2 separate regions of the Mus musculus genome follow, and region 1 is linked to region 2. The links are chromatin contacts, called in public promoter capture Hi-C maps. All regions are on one chromosome and are shown on one strand. Each heading gives the region's core, a stretch centred on a gene start, on an enhancer-like site or on the middle of the called end of the contact. The rest is flanking DNA. Distances are from core to core; before and after follow the strand shown.

Evidence for each region. Promoter capture Hi-C pulls out the DNA fragments that hold promoters and counts their contacts.
Region 1: a promoter capture Hi-C map of neural stem cells shows a contact between it and region 2. The contact joins the promoter of 1110051M20Rik here to the promoter of Acp2 in region 2. A contact is called at or near these places in 10 of 39 promoter capture datasets (cranial neural crest, embryonic stem cells, hematopoietic stem and progenitor cells and 3 more), 2 of 484 Hi-C or Micro-C datasets (CD4 T cells and embryonic stem cells), 7 of 115 datasets of contacts at active chromatin or transcription factors (the 230-238 cell line, bone marrow-derived macrophages and embryonic stem cells) and 3 of 9 other capture datasets (adipose tissue, macrophages and pancreatic islet).

What each region holds. Positions count from the first base shown.
Region 1 is chr2:91,442,397-91,446,105 of GRCm38.p6, forward strand. 1110051M20Rik (RIKEN cDNA 1110051M20 gene) reads right to left here and starts at 2,318. Exons shown (of 9, transcript NM_175123.5): 1 at 2,173-2,318. The coding sequence starts at 2,218.
Region 2 is chr2:91,201,166-91,204,869 of GRCm38.p6, forward strand. Acp2 (acid phosphatase 2, lysosomal) reads left to right here and starts at 1,747. Exons shown (of 11, transcript NM_007387.2): 1 at 1,747-1,883; 2 at 2,436-2,531; 3 at 3,075-3,161. The coding sequence starts at 1,770. It also overlaps a transcript of Nr1h3 not described here.

The sequences.
Region 1 (3,709 bases), core at 1,068-3,567, 240 kb after region 2:
GGTACAAAAGCTGTGATCTCCTGGTCCCGACACACTTCCTGCTATAACTCAGTTCTTTGGCTTTAATCCCAGTTTCATCCAGCAGGATTCCTGCTGCAGTCACTTCTCACTATGTGCATCAGTTAATGTGAAGTTGTTTTATCACCTTTTTCTTTTGTATGAACACAACTTCAGGTATGAGAAAGATACTGTGAGTGTATGTATGTGTGACTGTGTGTGTGTGTAGTCCAGGTCAACCTTGGGTGCCATGCCTCAGGAGCCATCCATTTTGTTGTATTTAAAAATTATTTAATTATTCAATTAGGTCTCCCACACTCGCTCTGTCTCTCTCCACCTCCCTCCCTCCTCAGTGTGTGTGTGTGTGTGTGTGTGTGTGTGTGTGTGTACACACACACATGCAGAGGTTAGAAGAGGCCCTTGGGTCCTCTGAAGCTGGAGTCACAGGTAGGTAGGTAGGTGCTACAGCCCAAACTCAGTTCCTCTGGAAAAGTAGCAAGAGCTCTTAACTGCTAAGCTATCTCTCCATCCCCCAAGATAAATATCTTTTTATTTAAAAAACAATTTTGAATCAACTTTTCAAATGATCAAGAAATTTTAACCATCTGCCAGGTCTGGAAACTCACTCCTTTGAGTCCAACACTGGGTAGACAGAGGCAGGAGGATCTCTGTGAGTTCAAGGCCAACCAAGGCTACATAGTGAGATCAATTCTCAAAACATAAACAAAATATGTATACAGAGTTGTATTTTATTTTAAAATGTGTATGGTACATTCATATAATAAAATGTTATTCATCCATGTAAAGAAATGAGTATCAAGACACAAAACGACAAGGGGGAACCTAAACACCTACTGAAACACGAAAGAGGCCATCTGAAGAGCTTATACACTGAATGATTCCCATTATTCTCAAAGGGGCAAAACTTTAGAAGTCAATAAGATCAGTCATGGAAAGGAAAGGAGCAAGGAGAGGGGTGAATGAATGGGGGATGCACAGAGGAGTTTTAACCATGAAAAGATTGTTTTACATCTTAATGTGGATATATGAGAATATGAATTTGTCCAAGTCCAGAAAACTGTACAATACAAAGAGTGGACCCTAATATAAACTATAGGCTGTTGGTAATCACACTGAGCTAATATTCAGTTGCAAGAAATGTACCACACTAACACAAGAAATTAATAATAGAAGCTAAATAGAAGATACAGAGGGAAAAAACTCTACTATCAGCTCAGTCCTCTTTAAGTTTAAAACTACTCTAAATGTTTAAGCTATGAACTTTTAAATGTGTATGTGTGCATATAAGTGTATACACAAGGTCTGGAGAGATGGCTCAGCGGTTAAGAGCACTGACTGCTCTGCCACAGGTCCTGAGTTCAATTTCTAGCAACCACATGGTGGCTCACAACCAACTGTAATGGGATCCAATGCACTCTTCTAATGTGTGTCTGAAGACAGCTGCAGTGTACTTATATAAATAAAAAATAAATATCATAAAAAATGTTTTAAAAAAATAAGTGTATACACAAACGTATACAGTAAATGTGTTACACACTCACTGCAGGGTGCTTAGCAAAGTACAGTACTTAGTACCACACAGCCTTAGCTCAAGGGTAAGGTCAAGTTCTGCAAGGGGAAAATCTGATCCTAATACTAACTGTATGAGGTCTTATGCAATTGTCTCTTTAGCCTTAGTGTCTCCATCTGTAAAGTAGCAAACACAGCAATCCCTTCTATGATAATGCTGCATGCAAAATGCTTACCTCGTGCAGAATGCCTAATGAAAATGAAAAGCTCGAAATAACCGTGCACTATGAAGGCAAAATTATTATTTACAAAATGACTGAAGTCATTTCAGATGCCAAGTTTGCGTCAATACAAACCTATCAATAATAGCCTTGTTTGGGGCCTCAGATTCTTAATTGTGTTACTTAGAATGCAGTCCTCATTGCCTGAGAGCCAGTCCATATAATTCAGCCATTCTTTACTCCATAAATGTTATTTTTCATCCAGGTTTGGCCCTACATTCAGGCTCAGGCCCTAGAACCCCTTCTTTCTGTCCTCCCGTCCCATCCAGACCCGCTACCGTTCAGGCTCCGCCCCTGTCTCCTACCCACTCCTTCCCCTAACACATTACTCCTTTCTTTTCCCGACGCTGAAAAAAGCCCCTACCCAGATACTCGTAGTCCGGTAGAGCTAGGCGCTCGGGACTCAGCATCCTTTGACCGGGTAGTTTCCACGCTCCAGCTTTCTTCTTCCGGAACCCAGGTTACAGCCTGTCTCTGTTGCCATGGCACCCAGGCGGCCAGAGGAGAACTAGAAGGCTGAGAGGGTGTCACGTAAACAGTCTCCGACTGGCAACGTAGAGCCTATCACACAAGTTCCGGAAGCAGTCACTTAGAGTCTGATTTTCTTTAACTCCTATTTTTGGGATTTGGTTTTAGAATCTGTGAATTAAATTCTCTGAATGTGTCGTATTTTGTGATGCTGAAGAATTACTATCAGTGGCTCATATCTGCAATTTCTGGATTTCATAGTTTCTGTTTATTCTAACAATAATGATCATGTATGGCCTCGCCTAACACTGAGATCTCATTATCTATTATTAATCACTTTTAGGATTTACTCTTTCAAGTTGGTACAAAATGTTCTTTGTATCTTGGCAGCTTCTGGAGGTCGGGGATACGTCTTTAGCATAGAGATACTACTAAGGGCCACTGAGCAATCCAAGGGACCCCATGTGGTGAAAACAGCCTACCAACTCCTCCAAGTTGTCCTCTGACCTCCACAAATCCCCTGCCCCAAATATATATCTCGACAGGGTCTCACTGTATTGCCCAGTCGGGCTTAGAACTTGATGTGTAGACCAGGATAGCCTTGAATTTAAGAGATCTGCCTGAGCCTGCAGCTCTCAGAGGTTTTAATGTTTTAAAGGTGTGTGCCCCTACACCCGGTAAAATGCAATTTTTAAAACTACTCATCAAGTCCTCTGTAAGTTAATGACCATTCCTCTCAAATTCCCTTTAGCCGTTTGAGACTGCTTCTACTTCCTATTATTTGACATCTTGTCCAAGTGCCTTTCCTTTTTCCTACAAAGTCACTTCATTTCTCAAAGGAAATGGGTCAGAAACTAGAGCATTTATTACATATCCTCAGCTCTATCCTTTCTGAAGAAGAAAGACTATTCCTTTCTTTTCAAATAACCAGATTTTCTTATCTCCTCTCTCTGTGCAAGAACAGGAAAGAGATCTGTACAGTGTCACAGTCCAAACCTAGCAGAAAAAGCCACTCGATCCTCACTTTTGTTTTGTTTTGTTTTGTTTTGTTTTGTTTTGAAGTAAGTCCCTGCCCCTTCAACAAGGAGAAGTTTTCGAAAGAGGAGAGGTTTTGTGACAAAGAAAGAAAACGAAATTGATGTCATCAAAGGAGTGACTGGGAATCCCACAGACCACCTACACTGGAGTAAGTAAAGAGGAGGCTCTTCTCTTATGTTCTGAGGGGCCTATTCTTAGTCTCCCCAAAGGAGCTACTCAGACCTTGTAATTCTCCCTTTCCCTTAAATTTGTATATATGTCTCAATTCTAGGCTCCTGTGAGTCACTCTGAATTTGGATGTGGTAAGGAGAAAGGGACAGAGCCACACAAGGGACAGTGTTTGGTGTTCTGAGGTAATGAATTTTCCAGGTTGGTAGTTGTTGATATGAAGTCCT
Region 2 (3,704 bases), core at 497-2,996:
GGTGCATGCCTTTAATCCCAACACCCAGCCTGGTCCACAGAGTTCCAAGACAGCCAGAGCTACACAGAGCAACCCTGTCTCAAAAATCAAAATAATAAGAGAGAAAAGAGAAAAGAAAATTAAGAACTGAGGCTGAGGGGCTGGTGAAATGGCTCAGTGGGTAAGAGCACTGACTGCTCTTCCGAAGGTCTTGAGTTCAAATCCCAGCAATCACATGGTGGCTCACAACCACCCATAATGAGATCTGACGCCCTCTTCTGGTGTGTCTGAAGACAGCTACAGTGTACTTATAATAATAAGTAAATCTAAAAGAAAGAAAAAAAAAAAAAGAACTGAGGCTGCAGGCTAAGCAGCTAGAAGTATTGGCAACTCCTTCAGAGGAGGGCTCAGGTTCTATTCCCAGCACCCACACAGCTGCTTAAAGTCTACAGGGGATCCTATGCTGCCTTTTTGCCTCCAAGGACACTGTATATACATGGTTCACAGATATACATGCAAGCAAAACACCCATACATAGAAAATATTTTGTTTCATCATTGTTTTTTCCAGACAGTATTTCTCCATGTATCGCTGGCTGTCCTGGAACTTGCTCTATAGACCAGGCTGGCCTACATACAACTCAGACATCTACCCCCCTCTCCAAGTGCTGGAAGTAAAGGCATGCACCACATAGATTTGTTTGTTTTTAAGTTTAAAACTATTTAGTTTTGAAGCCTTCTTATTCTCCCCAAGTCTTTCTCAAGGTGACATCGAAAGTAAAGTTTAGGCAGTAAGGTACATAATTTTATTTGGAGTCCTGGGACAGTATCAATTCTGATCAGATTTGCATTAAAGCATATCAAGGGCCCAAGATCTCATCTGCAACTGTGTGTCACTCTAAGGTTTGGAATCACAACATCCAGACACCCAACTGGCTGCCTGCCTCCAAATCCTAAAGGCTAATGTCTGGAGGAACTCTGATTCTGTGGCAATTCCAGTTATATGCCTGCATCAAAACTGATGTAGTTTTCTGAGATTCCTCCCATAAGAATTCAATGTAGTGGGTTTGGGAAATCGGAACATCCTATGCAATCCAACTCCTCCTCAAACATGACGTTTGAGTCTAATTTAATTTAGAAATCGGTAAGCACAAGAAAAGAGCTGAAAAAAACTGGGGAGTACGAAGGTTTGTTCAGGACATGAATGGCAGACTAGACTGGATCTACCTCAAGGACACAGGGAGTCCAAAGGGCTGGTTACATGCAGTACCCTACATCTCAAACAAGCCCGCTTATCGGAACAGTGTCTAAGCCAAGGCTTACACTAAACTACACACCCAAGAGCAGAAAGTTAGGCTCTGTACTTCCCCACACCTTGCCCCAGTTTTGCACCAGCCGAGGCTCTGGGATCATTTTCAGAAGCATTCCTCAAAGCAGGCACTCGCTCTCCAGGCCCAGACCCCAACCAGGGCAAGCACCAGCTTTGTAGAAGAAGGGGTAAGCCTGACCTAGCGCCTCTACAAAAGCGAGGTGTTTAAGCCTTTTCTGCCCGGAAGGTCGCGCAACAGTCCCACCCTCGTTCATCACCGCCAATCGCAAACCTTCTCCATTTGCATTCCCTCCCAAATTCCGCCTTCTCCCACCAGACTTTCTCATTCCCGGTCTCCCGCAACCCAAAGAAAGATGGCGAAGGCTGCACTTCCGGCAAGTGTCCTTACGAATGCATCCGGGCGGCTGCAGCAGGTACCGCCCAAGGCGTTCCGGCCTCTTGCTACACAGCCTACAACAGTGATGGCCGGCAGACAGACTGGTTGGAGCCAGGCGGCTCTTCTCCAGTTCCTTCTTGGCATGTGCCTAACGGTGATGCCACCCATACAGGCCCGGAGTCTACGCTTTGTTACCTTGGTAATGGGTGACGGAGTCACCAACGGGTTCGCCAAAGCTGAAAGGGCAAAGGCCGGCTGGTAGAGGGAGGGGCAGAGCTTGTGTTCTGGGGCCGGGGTCTCACTTCTCAAGGAGGAGAAAGAACCGGTTTAGGAAACCGCTGGCCCATAGTGGGTTGTGCGGCTGGATTAAGAATTGATTTGGAGCCCTAGGCTATTTTTTTTTTTTTTTTTTTTAGGGCAGGACGACCGAGTAGGAGATATTCTTCCCTAGGATGGGAATTTAGTTAAAAGGTTGAAAGTCACCCATAAAGACGACTTTGATCTTTGTTTTCCCAGTCCCATTGCCCACTTCCTCCCCCAGAAGGCGTTGCTTTCACTACTCTTCTACCTGTGCTTTGGGGCTTTACCTATTATCTCAGGTTACATTGCATCGCCCGAACTGGGGTCTTTTTTCATCGCTCAGTAGAGAAAGATGGAGTGAAATTTCCTTTCCTGGCATGTGCAGAGGTGGGTCCTGTCCTTAACTAGAAGACCCTTCTGATTCTATAGACACACCATTTTCTTTGCTCAGCTGTATCGACATGGAGATCGGTCACCAGTGAAGACATATCCCAAGGACCCCTATCAGGAAGAGAAATGGCCCCAGGGATTTGGTCAGCTAACCAAGGTGGGTCAAAAGCCAACCTGCAAGGTCTCGGGATATGCTACGGAATGAATCACATCTGGAGCACAGAAACTGGGGCTCCTTAAACTACTAGCTTCCCACATGGGTTCTGATGGACCAGATGTCTATTTTGTTGTTTTGTTTTTGTGGTTTTGGAAATTAAACCCAGAACCTTGTCTATGCTAAGCACAGTGAGCTACATCTCTGGCTATGACCAGATTTCTTAACAACTCTGTGCAGGGGACAGTATCATTACAACTGGCCACTTCTGGAATCAAATTCACCTCTTGCCAAGGGAAGAATGCCTAAATGCCATACATAGGACTTGTGGCTAATCCCCTCTCTTTGGACTTTTTTTTTTTTTTTCCCCAGGGGTTGGGGATTTGGGGGAGGTTTAAGACAGGGTTTCCTTGTGTAACAGAGCCCTGGCTGTTCTGGACTCACTTTGTAGACCAGGCTGGCCTTGAACTCAGAGAGTGACTGCTGGGATTAAAGGCCACCATGCCCAGCTCCTCTTTGGACTTTAACTCTCAGGTTTGCCCACAGGAAGGGATGCTACAGCACTGGGAGCTGGGCCAGGCCCTGCGGCAACGCTACCATGGCTTTCTGAACACCTCTTACCACAGGCAAGAGGTAAGGTTGGGAGTTTGATTGGCAAAAGGACTGGGATCTTTGGATTATATTCTGACTGCAGAGAATCTAAGGATGAGCCTGGGCAGTCAAGGTTCCCTCTTGAACTTTTGGTCCCTGGACAAGACATCTAAGAGCTGTCTAGAATACGGCTCTGGAGTCTGAAGTGTCTCTGCTTGTCTGGGAAAAGACAAAACTGACCAGGGGTCCAACTTAGACATGAGGAAGGGTCTGATAAAGTACTTTCTGACTCTGAAACAATAAATAGGCATTTTGTCCAAGACATTTATTGTCACCTGAGGGCCAAGCACTGTGGTAATGTTTTTCCTATGATGGTATACCATAGAGTTATGATCTCTATAATAGAGCTTATATTAGAGCAGTCTAATAAGCTGAACAGAGCCAAGCTAAATCGGGGGAGGGGCAGTGAAGACTGGCAAATGTGCTAGCTCCTGAGGTTCTCTGCTTACCCCAGTGGAGATAGCTGTTCCATGGTTACTGCTTGCAGCCACAGTTGTCTCAATCCTCTAGATTACTGTTCCCTAA